Regions from separate parts of the Mus musculus genome. Here region 2 is linked to region 1. A link is a contact called in public promoter capture Hi-C data. All regions are on one chromosome and are shown on one strand. Each heading gives the region's core, a stretch centred on a gene start, on an enhancer-like site or on the middle of the called end of the contact. The rest is flanking DNA. Distances are from core to core; before and after follow the strand shown. Region 1 holds the start of Parp11 (poly (ADP-ribose) polymerase family, member 11). Region 2 holds the start of Cracr2a (calcium release activated channel regulator 2A).

Region 1 (5,173 bases), core at 2,259-4,758:
TTGGCTTCTTCTCAGACAGAGGCTGGGTCTTTACATTCAGTAGGTGCAAATGCGCTTTCTCCAGCATTCCCTCCCTCTTTGGGCCCCTCCTCTCTCCCTCTGAGCCTTCTTCTAGGCCCCTCTTCTCCTGTCTGATACAGGAATCTGTCCCTCTCCTCCTCTCCTGGTGCCCCTCGAGTTCTGGCTATGAATGTGGCCGTTAGAAAAGCAAGCAGGGGGAGGGGAGACGGGAATAGACGTGGATATAATCAAAGTATGCTTCAGGCGTGTGGGAAATGATCACAGGGAAACCCAGCTAATGTGTGTACCAAAGCCATAGAGTTAACATGGAGAAACGCAACCGTTGGATGGGAGTCCTGGATAGCATGATCAATAGTTTCCCTTTAATGCTATCCAATTAAAAAAGCATTCTGAGATTCAAAGGTGGGAAGGCTCACTCAGGTAGGAGGCAAAAAAGTCTGAAGATGGTGATGGCTAATGCCTAGATTTGGAAAAATGGGAAGGAAAGAAGGGAGGGAAATGAAAGGAGTGACAACTATTGTAATAATATTAAAATGATATCCAATGTTGCATCCTGTATCTTACCATTTGCTTGGTTCTCTTTTCTCTGTGTTGGGTTAGGGGAAATGTACCCCCCACCCTCATAACTTCAATCAGAGCCTACGTGTTCATCAGTGCATCTGATAATTTTCAGGTTCCCTAGTGGACCTCGTCCCTACTCTTTATCTCTGATCTAACGTTTCCCATTCTGCACTTTCTCCTACCCTCCCCCTGTCATTCAAAGACCTAAAACATCTTCCAATCACCCAGTAATCCCTAGGCTGGGTTAGGGTTGGCTTATGATATCTTCATAAACACTGGACCCTGAGAGAGAGAAAAAACCAATCTAGTCTTCTTTAGAACCATGTGATCCGCACACGGTTGCCAGCGCTCTGGCTCTGGGCCCACAGTCCAATGAAACAGAGAGGTGTTCCCCTGCTGGGTGGTGTGCTACTACATTAGAAGGACACTGCACACACTTTATACATAGAAGGTGGTTCCTGGGAAAGCTGTGAGAGAGTGAACCCCAATGATTAGCACCCCCTACCACCTCAGAAACTGGAAGACGGTAATGAAGTCATATTATTTTATTTTAGAATATATTAGAAACTATTTAGGAATATTTTAGAGAGTCTAAGATTCATTTCATTCTTTAGCAAAGTAAGATGTAAGTCATCCTGACTTTCAACTCCAAACACCTGAAAGGGCCCAGGCAGGTCCAGTGAGAAGGAGAGCCGATCTGTGCACTTTAATCATACAATAATGTTGCCTGCAAATAAGATGTTCTAAAACTTTAGGAAATTTTGAGAAAGTATAGAACAAGATAATATTCATTCAGTCTTAAATGCAGTAAGAAGGGTCTCTAGGTGATTCTCAACACTCTTTAAATACACTATTATTTGTAAATCGGTTTCTTTCTATCCCTAGTTTCATATATGAAAGGCTTTTAAATGCTATCAGTTGCTTCTTCTATTTCATTGCTGTATCTGTTTCAAGCTGGGTCATCAATATGACGAATGACATGAAAAGATTTACTATTCTTCTATCTGCCCTTACACTCCTGAAATTAACTATACTTGTCATAGTGTGTTAGTTTTATAAGACTTTCTTAGTTTAATTTATCTTTTACTTATGATTAAATTTTATACTGGGTGTGATGGCACATGACCGTAATCTCAGCCTTTGGGTGATGGAACATTTGAGATGACCTTGAGCTACACGAATAGATCCTGATTACTTTTAATAAGCTGTAGTATCAGGATGATGCTAGCTAGCCTTGAGAAGGGAGCAGTAGCAATTGAAGCAACTGTGGGCTAGTCCTTTTCAAGGCCGAGTGGGTCTCGACAAGGCAAGTTAACCAGGGAAGTTAGGACAAAATCTTTTGAGGGTTGAGAGTTATACTTCATTTTCTTTGAAGCCTTAAGAGTTAGCAAGGTGATATGACACGGTAAGTTTACAAAAGTCAACAGCTTTCCTAAATTAGAGCAATGAAAACTGTTTCACTTGGAAAAAAAAAAACCTATAAAATAGCCAAATCAAACACATAAAGGTTGTTGTAAAAATAGCTTTAATGTACTTAAAGATATCAGAGACCTAGGCAGGAGGGGCATAACTCAGTGGTGGAAGAGGTGTTTAGCATGTGTGAGGTTCTGGGTTCATATACCCAGCCCAGCCCGACTCCCGACACATGGCCTGAAATACAGGAAGAAGTGTGTTCTGGATGAGAACTCATTATTTTGAAAAAAACTGAAAAAGAAAATTAGGAGATATTTCTTATCAAAGAGCAAGTACATTAGGAATCTATACATTATAATAGCATGGCAAAGCATAGGAATAAGCAGAGGATTAGCAGATAAGAATATTCAGGAATATATGTATATATGCATATGCATGCAAATTTAGCAAATGTACTTCAAAGTAGTAAGAAAAAATAATTATGCTATGCAATAAGTATTTGGGCAACTGGTTAACCATTTGGCAACAATTTTTAGAATTTCTTATTGAACAGTATCATTTCTAAGAATTCGTTCCAAAGAGGTTAATGAATGTCTGAACAAAAATAGTGATTATAGTAATTTTTGTTACATAGTAACTTGTGTCTCTCACAGTAGATTATTTAAGATATGTGTGTAACATGTAAACTATGGAATGCTATAGTCTGAAGAAATAGATTCATACACATGGGAATGGAAAAATATATTAAAATGTAAAAAACAATCAGGTTCTGAATCTGTGGTCATTCTTTGACCTATTTTTAAAAATACACCTATAGTCTCACACTACTTCTTTGCCTTTAAGAATATTCTTCCATCGTACCTCTTTTGTGACCGGTGTAAGAACCTATTTGAGGCCTTAGCATTCAAGGCACTCAGGTAAACCTGCTTGGAAACCTCCATATTTGCCATGCTGTCTAAAATTTCACGTTTTTACATTCTTGCGTTTCCAAATTACTTTTTGCTTTCTTCTGTCGATTCTAAAATCCACGAGGACAGGGACAACATATTGGTCAGTGTTCACGTCCAAGCCCAGTGACACGTGGCCAATAGCTCCCTTTATTTATTTATTATTTTCTAGATTGCAAACACCTAAGCACCTGATTTCAGCAAGCTCATTTACACCCTCAGGTAGAACTATCATCACCTCCAATTCGAGGATGTTGCAAACAACAAAGAGGTTTGAAGCTTTAACCTTTAAGCCATTGGTCGAGTTGTGCTTCTCAGGCCTAGTACTTGGTTGGCCACTAAACTCGGTATAAGGTGATCTTTAATAAACGTAGGTTCTGCATGGAGGAAACGCAGCCTGCCACGCTTGACGATCACGTGGTGGGTATGATGGCCGGCTTCAAACAGCTTTACCACACAGGTAAAGGCGGCCCGCGACAGCACGCGCGGAAGTTCCAAGGGCGCCATAGAGGCGGAGCGAGTTTGCGGTGGGCGGGACCGCCACTGATTGGCTGGATCCAGGCGGAAGTCGGGAGGTTCGATGGTCCGAAGACGCCAGCTTGTGACGGGGAGGGGGAGAAGGAAGGCTTCCGTAAAGGGTGCCTTTCGGTCCTTTCGCTCCTGGGGACCCTCGGAAAAAGCCCACCATATCGACCCCACGGCTAGCCCCTCCCCCAGGCTCTCTCCGCTCGATTTCGCACCGTTATGTGGGAAGCGAATCCGGTGAGTAGCCGGCGGGACGGGGCGGGCCCAGTGGGCGGGGTTGCCTGAGAAGGGCGGGGAGGCGTTCCCGGGAACTCGCCCCCGCGGTGCCTCAGGCTGGGGGTTTGCGTTCCGGGGTCGTGGCTGTCCCGCTTCGCGGGGGCCTCCTGCGGGCCGTGGACTCGCAGCTTTGAGCCGTGGGAGCGTTCGGTGGCCGCTTCTACGCTGTTGCTTTCCTTTCCCGATTGTTGATTTTACTTCCGGGGGCTTCTCTGTCTTCGCTTTTTTCCCTCATTTTATATTTTGTATTCTGCTTTCCAGTTGAAGTTACTGGCTTTCGAACCTGCTAGTTCCTTTCGACCCCCGCACCCTCGTTGCTCCTTCTTTTTGGAGCTACAGAGCATGGAGGATCCTCTATATGAGTTTCAGGGGATGACGTTCTTAAATGTTTTCTTTCCGTGGTTAGAACAATGATCTGGAATCCTTTGTTTGCCTTCAGTAGGTCTTATGTCTGCAGGCATTTTTTTTTAATACTTGCTTTCATTCATTGGTTCGTTCGTTCATTCATTCGTTCGTTCATTCAAACTCCTACCCGCCATGAATGAGGATTCAGATCTATTTGTCAAGAGTATTCAGATCTTGTTATGGGAATGTAATAGTGAGAAAAATGTACGCTGAACTTAAAACTTCGGGGTCGATGGGCAGAATCGCATTTCAAGAAATTTGTGGACTTAGTTTGTGAAACTACCTCAGAAGCTGAGCTAACCATTAATTTGACTTCAATAACCCTCTAAGTCAATACTTGAAGTAACCCTTTTGCTTTCCCTCACAAAACCAGTAACCTACTTCCTACTTAAGTGTATTATCAGTTAAGTCTATCAGTAAATTTTCCCACGTCTGAAAGTTAGTACCTGATTAGAAATGAGCCCATGAATTGGGATTCAGTCCACATTGTAGTTCCATTCCATCCCATTCCATCATGACAGTTACCAGATAGTTTTGATTCATACACTAATACTGTCATCAGATCAGGGCAGAGGAAAGTATACGTTTGGATGTGATTTTAGCAAAATTGGGATAGCTGTTCATACATACACGCTGTTCACTGTTAACTATTAAGTGTCATCAGTATCCATCTCTTACATGTCAATATGGAGTTGGTTTTTACCAGCCGCCCCGCCCCTTTGTGTTGATTTCCCCACAACATACGTCAGCAGTGTATATATTCTGTTCAAGGTCACGTACTTCAAATCCTCTGAGTTGTGTGTTCAACTAGAGAACAGCTCCTGTTGCACAAGAAATGCTTGTTGAATTCTTGACAGTGACTGGCACAGGAATGCACTAAGGGTTCTGTGCTCACTCTGTACCTCTTTCCTTCAGGATCACACTTCTATCTGTATTGTTGGGCCATTTATACCCTGGTGAGAATTACAAAGGATCTAGTGAGGGTTTCATGTGTTTGGTTTATTATAAAAACCATTTTCTTGGGG
Region 2 (5,143 bases), core at 1,789-4,288, 110 kb after region 1:
GACAAGTCAGAGACCTGGTTAGGAGACTACCCCTAGGAAGGTGGTCTCACCATAAGATAATGTGTTTTTTTCCTTCCCAGAATTCCCAGCCCTCAGTATAGTCCCTTCTAACTAAGTCAGTTTGAAGTTCATTTGGCTGGCTCGGCCTGGGCTTCTAAGTCCAACTCAGAAAGGGTTCATGGTTTCCTTTTCTTCCCTTCTGTGTCTTTCATTCAGATGCTGGCAGAGGCTGAGGATGCCTTTAACTCTGAGAAGGCTTTGGGCTTCAATGCCCTTTTTTCCCCTAAAGTTCCCCTCCCTGCAATGGGCTGCTTATTTAGCTGACCAGTATGGTGGCTGTCCTTCTCCATTTTCTTCTTCTGGGCAGCTGCAGTATTTATAGCTTACCTTTCTGGAGTTTTTCTATTACAGGTTATAAACTGTTCTCATTGTCTTAGTGATGAGACTAAAACCCCAATAAGGGACTTCAATTTTCCTGATGTTGGGTGTTGTATGGTGGTTCAGCTGGGACTCTGCAAGAGTCTTTTCGGAGGAGTTAGAATGGTAGCCGGCACATAAGAATACCCAGTCAAGAATAAAGAAGGTTGAAGTTAGTCAGCCTAGGATTATGAAGGCCATATAGTCATGGAGAGCAAGTAATCAAGGGTTCTTATCTTTCTTCTATTCAAGGTTGGGTGTGTCACCTTGTTAATTGTTTGTTAATTCTTGAATTGGTAGAGAAAAGTGAATATGTTCCTGCAGCCCTAGACGGCATCAACTGATCACAGCCATTCTCACTTATTCTGTTATTCCACCTGAGAGATGATGTCTGACCGTGACCACAGGAGCACTTGGCATTGTCTAATGTGCCACTTTCCATTCTAACTCCTCCTAAAAGACACATTTGCCAGCATCCTTAAAACATCCCTCTGTAACGTTTATTTTGATTTTACTTTTAGAGTTTCATACAGGGGGACTATATTTACATCATTCCCACCCCACTCTCTTCCTCCCCCAACTCTTTTCATGTCCCCCAAGCCCCCTCCCAATGCTATGACCTCCTCTTCTTTGATGTTGTATACATGCACACACCCATACACACCAATGTGCATATAAATATGACCTGCTGCGTTCAGTTATTGTTGCTTACATGTTTGTGTGTTTAGGGCTGACCACTTGGTGTTGGATAACCTAACAGGTGGATAACTTTGTCCTTGAAGAAGTCTCATTTTCTTTATCTCCACAGCCATTCATTGCCTTGGGGCCTTGTGAGATTTCCCACTTCCGTGTTGGGATCAATTGATGTCATTGTGCAGTCTTGTTTGGGTGACTATAGTGTTAGTGTTAAGATTTCATAGGTGCAGATCCCTGTCAAATATAGAAGACACTATCTTGCAGCAGACACTCTGGTCTTCTGGATCTTACAATGCCCCCCCCCCTTCCCTCTGTGATGTTTCCCGAGCCTTAGGTCTAGGGTTAGAACTTCTATGACACAAGAATCCTTAGCCATGCACTGACAAGAGGTTCAATAACTTGCCAAGGCTGTAGCTGCCAAGATAGAGCTCACATCTGTGGGCTTCAGTCTGGGCTCTTGACTGCTAATACCTTGACCAATTAACTGATTAATAGCTCATGAAGCAGTGAGAGGCAAATGACTGCCATCCCATGAGGTGGTTGTAGGCATGGAAGCCAGCTGGAGCCTGAGAAGGAAGAGGCAGTAGTTATGAGAATGACCATGGCCATGACCTTAGGTGCCTCTGACTTGGTGTCTCTGGTCTCCGTTTTCTCCTCTGTAGAACGGAGATGAAGTGGCTTTGCATCAAGATGAGTCCTGCCGTCCCTCCTTGTCTTGGGCGGTGGTGATGAAAATGCCTCTTTTCTTAGTTTAGCTGATTGAGAAAGGTGAGCGATCCATCTGACACATCCTAGAGACCCAGATTTGCTACCTAGCTGGCTGGGTCTCAAGCTTATGTGTCATCTTGTTCCATTCCAACTCTGGGGGCTGACACAAGCAAGCCTTCTCCAGGACTGAGAAGGGAAAACCAGGGCACAGAGGAGGAGACGCTGAGGGAAGGAATGAGAGGATATTGGCCCCTTCTGAGGCTCCTGCGGTGGGGTGGGATGGTGAACTAGCCACTGGCCGGCTGCAAGCAGAAAGGATACATTGTAGTAATTGGTACCAATGAGTGTGGGTGTCTCTTTGTGATCTGGGTTTAGAGTGTGTTTCTATGTGTGTAGGGTGTGTGTGTATGGGGGCGATGGCTAATAGATAAACTTGCCAGAGGAGGACAGACCTTCTGCTGAGGGGCAGTGTTTGGGGAAAGGTCCCTAAACTGATATTTCATGGAGCCTGGATGGGTAGGTTTCCAACGGGAAAAGAAGAAAGAGGGGAATTCTGGGTAAAGATAGAGGTCTTAGCAGCCAGAAAAGGCACCTGGTATTTGCAACAGGTAGCAGCTTTGGTGCAGAGCTGTATGTTTGAGGGTCGAGTGGCGAAACTGGAAGATGAGCTTACAGCTTGGTAGGGAGCAGTGGACTCGGCTGAAGGGCTATCTTCAAGCATGGAAGTTTTTGAAGATTTATTGAATACTTTGTTTAAAGGCACGTGTTGCATGGACTTTAATTGAGCACGCATTCCTGCCCACCCTAGAATACATAAGATCAGACAAGCATCAAGAACAAAATCCCCTTGGTTTCTAAGTGCAAAGAGAGCAGCTGAAGCCGGTTTTTCAGGGTGAATGAGTTCTCTCTAGCAGGTCCACAAAGCCCAGACTGGTGCCTGGCTTTTAGTGCAAAGAGAGGCTCTGGAGACAGACTCCCTTGGCTCATTGAGCAAGGGTCCTCTAAGGCAAAGACCAGCAAAGAGGGGGCACAGGAAGTCTTGGGCTCCAGTCAGCGACGGCCCCGCCCTCGCCACCCAGACTGCAGGCTTTAGTAGTCAGTCACAAGTTGCTTCGCTAAGCTGGGACACCACGGTATGGTGTAGATCCTGGAGCGCGCGCAGTGGGGCGCTGCTGGGGCTGGACCAGCCATGCAGCCGGAGGCGGGGACAGCGGACCAGATCCGGCTGGCCGGCGAATTCCTGACAGCTGCGAGTCAGAAGGCAGGGGGACAACTCGGACAGCCGCACTGGACGCCCCTGCAGGTAATCGGAGGAAGGTCTTGGGAGGCTTCGCCCCAAACCCTCTGCTGGGCAGCAGAGAACGCACTTCCTGCAGACCAGCAAAACACAAGGAGAGGCTGGCCTGGACTGCATGCACCCTGGGACAAGCATCCCAGCCTTGGCTTCCCCAGGCCTGGTTAGGCCCTCTGCCCTGCACCCTAAAAGGGACTATAAAAGCTTAGGAGCACCAGGGTTTAGAAAGAGCCCCCATCCCCTCGGACCCTTCAGTCACACCCAGACTGTTTTACAGAGGAAACTAAGACTTTATTGGTGAAGTGACTAGAAATTCACACTGCTGGACAGCAGGGGGAGCTGCTGGGAGCCGCTGGCACGTGGGCCCAGCACAGGGGTAAGAATTGCTACCTCACAGGGAAATAAACTCAGAGAGACAGTTAAAAAAAAAAAAAAAAAAAAAAAAAAAGACCAAAAACTTCCCAGAGCAGAGGGAGAGATGAGGTGGAGGGATCCTGGGGTGTAGCTTCCTCCTGATCCCCATTTGTCCTGTGATCTGGCTGTATGACTCAATGACCTTGTGCTGTATCTGTCCCAGATGTGGTGTGTGTGTGTGTGTGTGTGTGTGTGTGTGTGTGTGTGTGCGCGTGTGTATTGTGTGTAAGCACATACGTGTGTACCACATAATTGTGTACCAGAGCACAGTGATGTCTACCCTTGATTTCAGGAAAGTCTCACAATCCACACGTCTTCCCACTAACCACACAACCCCTAAAGGGAACCTGCCCAGTTTGCCTCTGTGGAGGAAACCAGGGATCCCTACTGTATTAGCCTTTGACTTCAGAAGGCAGAAAGTGTCAATGAGTGGCTGTCTACAAAGGTGACAGGCCAAGAGGTAGAACCTGATTGGCACATCGCATAAGGTGGTGAGTCCCTTATTTCTGGAAGAAGCTGGTACATAAGAAGTAGTGTTATCAGTGATGCAGGCAAAGGGGTGTGCAGCCAGGACAGTGTGTCCACACAAAGTCAGAGTTCAGTTTGAGGGGTCAGGTTCATGGCCCTCTTTAGGAGGAATGAATATGCATGTCCTTATGGATAATAGTCGTCTATGAAAGCTACCCTACAATGTTTTGTCTGGGGATGCTAAAAAAAAAAAAAAAGAAATTAAAAAATAAAGAGGTGTGACCCAGAGGTCCCTTGGCTTTTCTGAAATATTACACTGCGATGCTCGGGGGGTCTGGAGGAGGTGGTGCTGTTCCTTCTGGAAGGAGCGGGGCAGGCATGACAAGCCAGATGTGGCCTTCAGATCTTGAGGAAGAAGCTAAGTGTGGATGCTCTTGGAGGGACACCTCTTGAAGTTGTGCTGAAGAACCAGGGGATGTAATGGCAGGCTCGATGCATTAAGGGGCAGTGCCTGGGGCAGAGGGCAAGAGGGCCTTGAATGTTTGACCAGGGAGTCTGAGCATTAGGGTCAGTCCTGGGGTACCATGATGGCTTCTGTTGGAACGGGGCTCAGAAGCCTACAACATCTGTGACAGAGGTGGAAGCCACCCATGCTCGAGGCTGCAAGAGACCTGGGAAGGTGACTGTGTACGCTTGAGCAGGGCTGGGTGGAATGCAGAGTGAGGGGTGGCACCAGAGATGCTGTACAAAGAGCTTGGTAGGTGGGTGGGTGACAGTTGTAGTTGCGGATTCTAGAGCCACGTTTAATAATTACAACAGTAATTCCTCTGTGATCATTATTGACCCCATACTGTAGAGGAAGAACCTAGAGTCAGAAAGGTTAGGTGGCTTTTCCAAGTTCACACAGCAATTATGTGGGGGACAGGGATCTAAGACCTCCAGTGACTATATAAGTCAGTAACCAAGTGTCAGGACTTAAGAGGAGGAGGGAAGAGCTTGTGAGATGGCCCCACAGGCGAAGGCGTGTGATGTCTGTTGTGTCTGGTGACCTGAACTCCATTCTGGAAGCCACATGGTGGAAGGAGAGAACTCACTACTGAAATTTGTCCTCTGTCCATGCACATGCTGTGGAATGCTTAAATGGAG

What was found. Capture Hi-C pulls out chosen DNA fragments and counts their contacts.
Region 2: a contact with region 1 is called in a promoter capture Hi-C map of liver. The contact joins the promoter of Cracr2a here to the promoter of Parp11 in region 1. A contact is called at or near these places in 15 of 39 promoter capture datasets (the 3T3-L1 cell line, 3T3-L1-derived adipocytes, the HPC-7 cell line and 11 more), 8 of 484 Hi-C or Micro-C datasets (CD4 T cells, CD8 T cells, double positive thymocytes and 5 more), 5 of 115 datasets of contacts at active chromatin or transcription factors (CD8 T cells, bone marrow-derived macrophages, embryonic stem cells and 1 more) and 4 of 9 other capture datasets (adipose tissue, liver, macrophages and 1 more).

The regions. Positions count from the first base shown.
Region 1 is chr6:127,450,119-127,455,291 of GRCm38.p6, forward strand. Parp11 (poly (ADP-ribose) polymerase family, member 11) reads left to right here and starts at 3,509. Exons shown (of 9, transcript NM_181402.4): 1 at 3,509-3,704.
Region 2 is chr6:127,558,298-127,563,440 of GRCm38.p6, forward strand. Cracr2a (calcium release activated channel regulator 2A) reads left to right here and starts at 3,039. Exons shown (of 19, transcript NM_001368877.1): 1 at 3,039-3,124.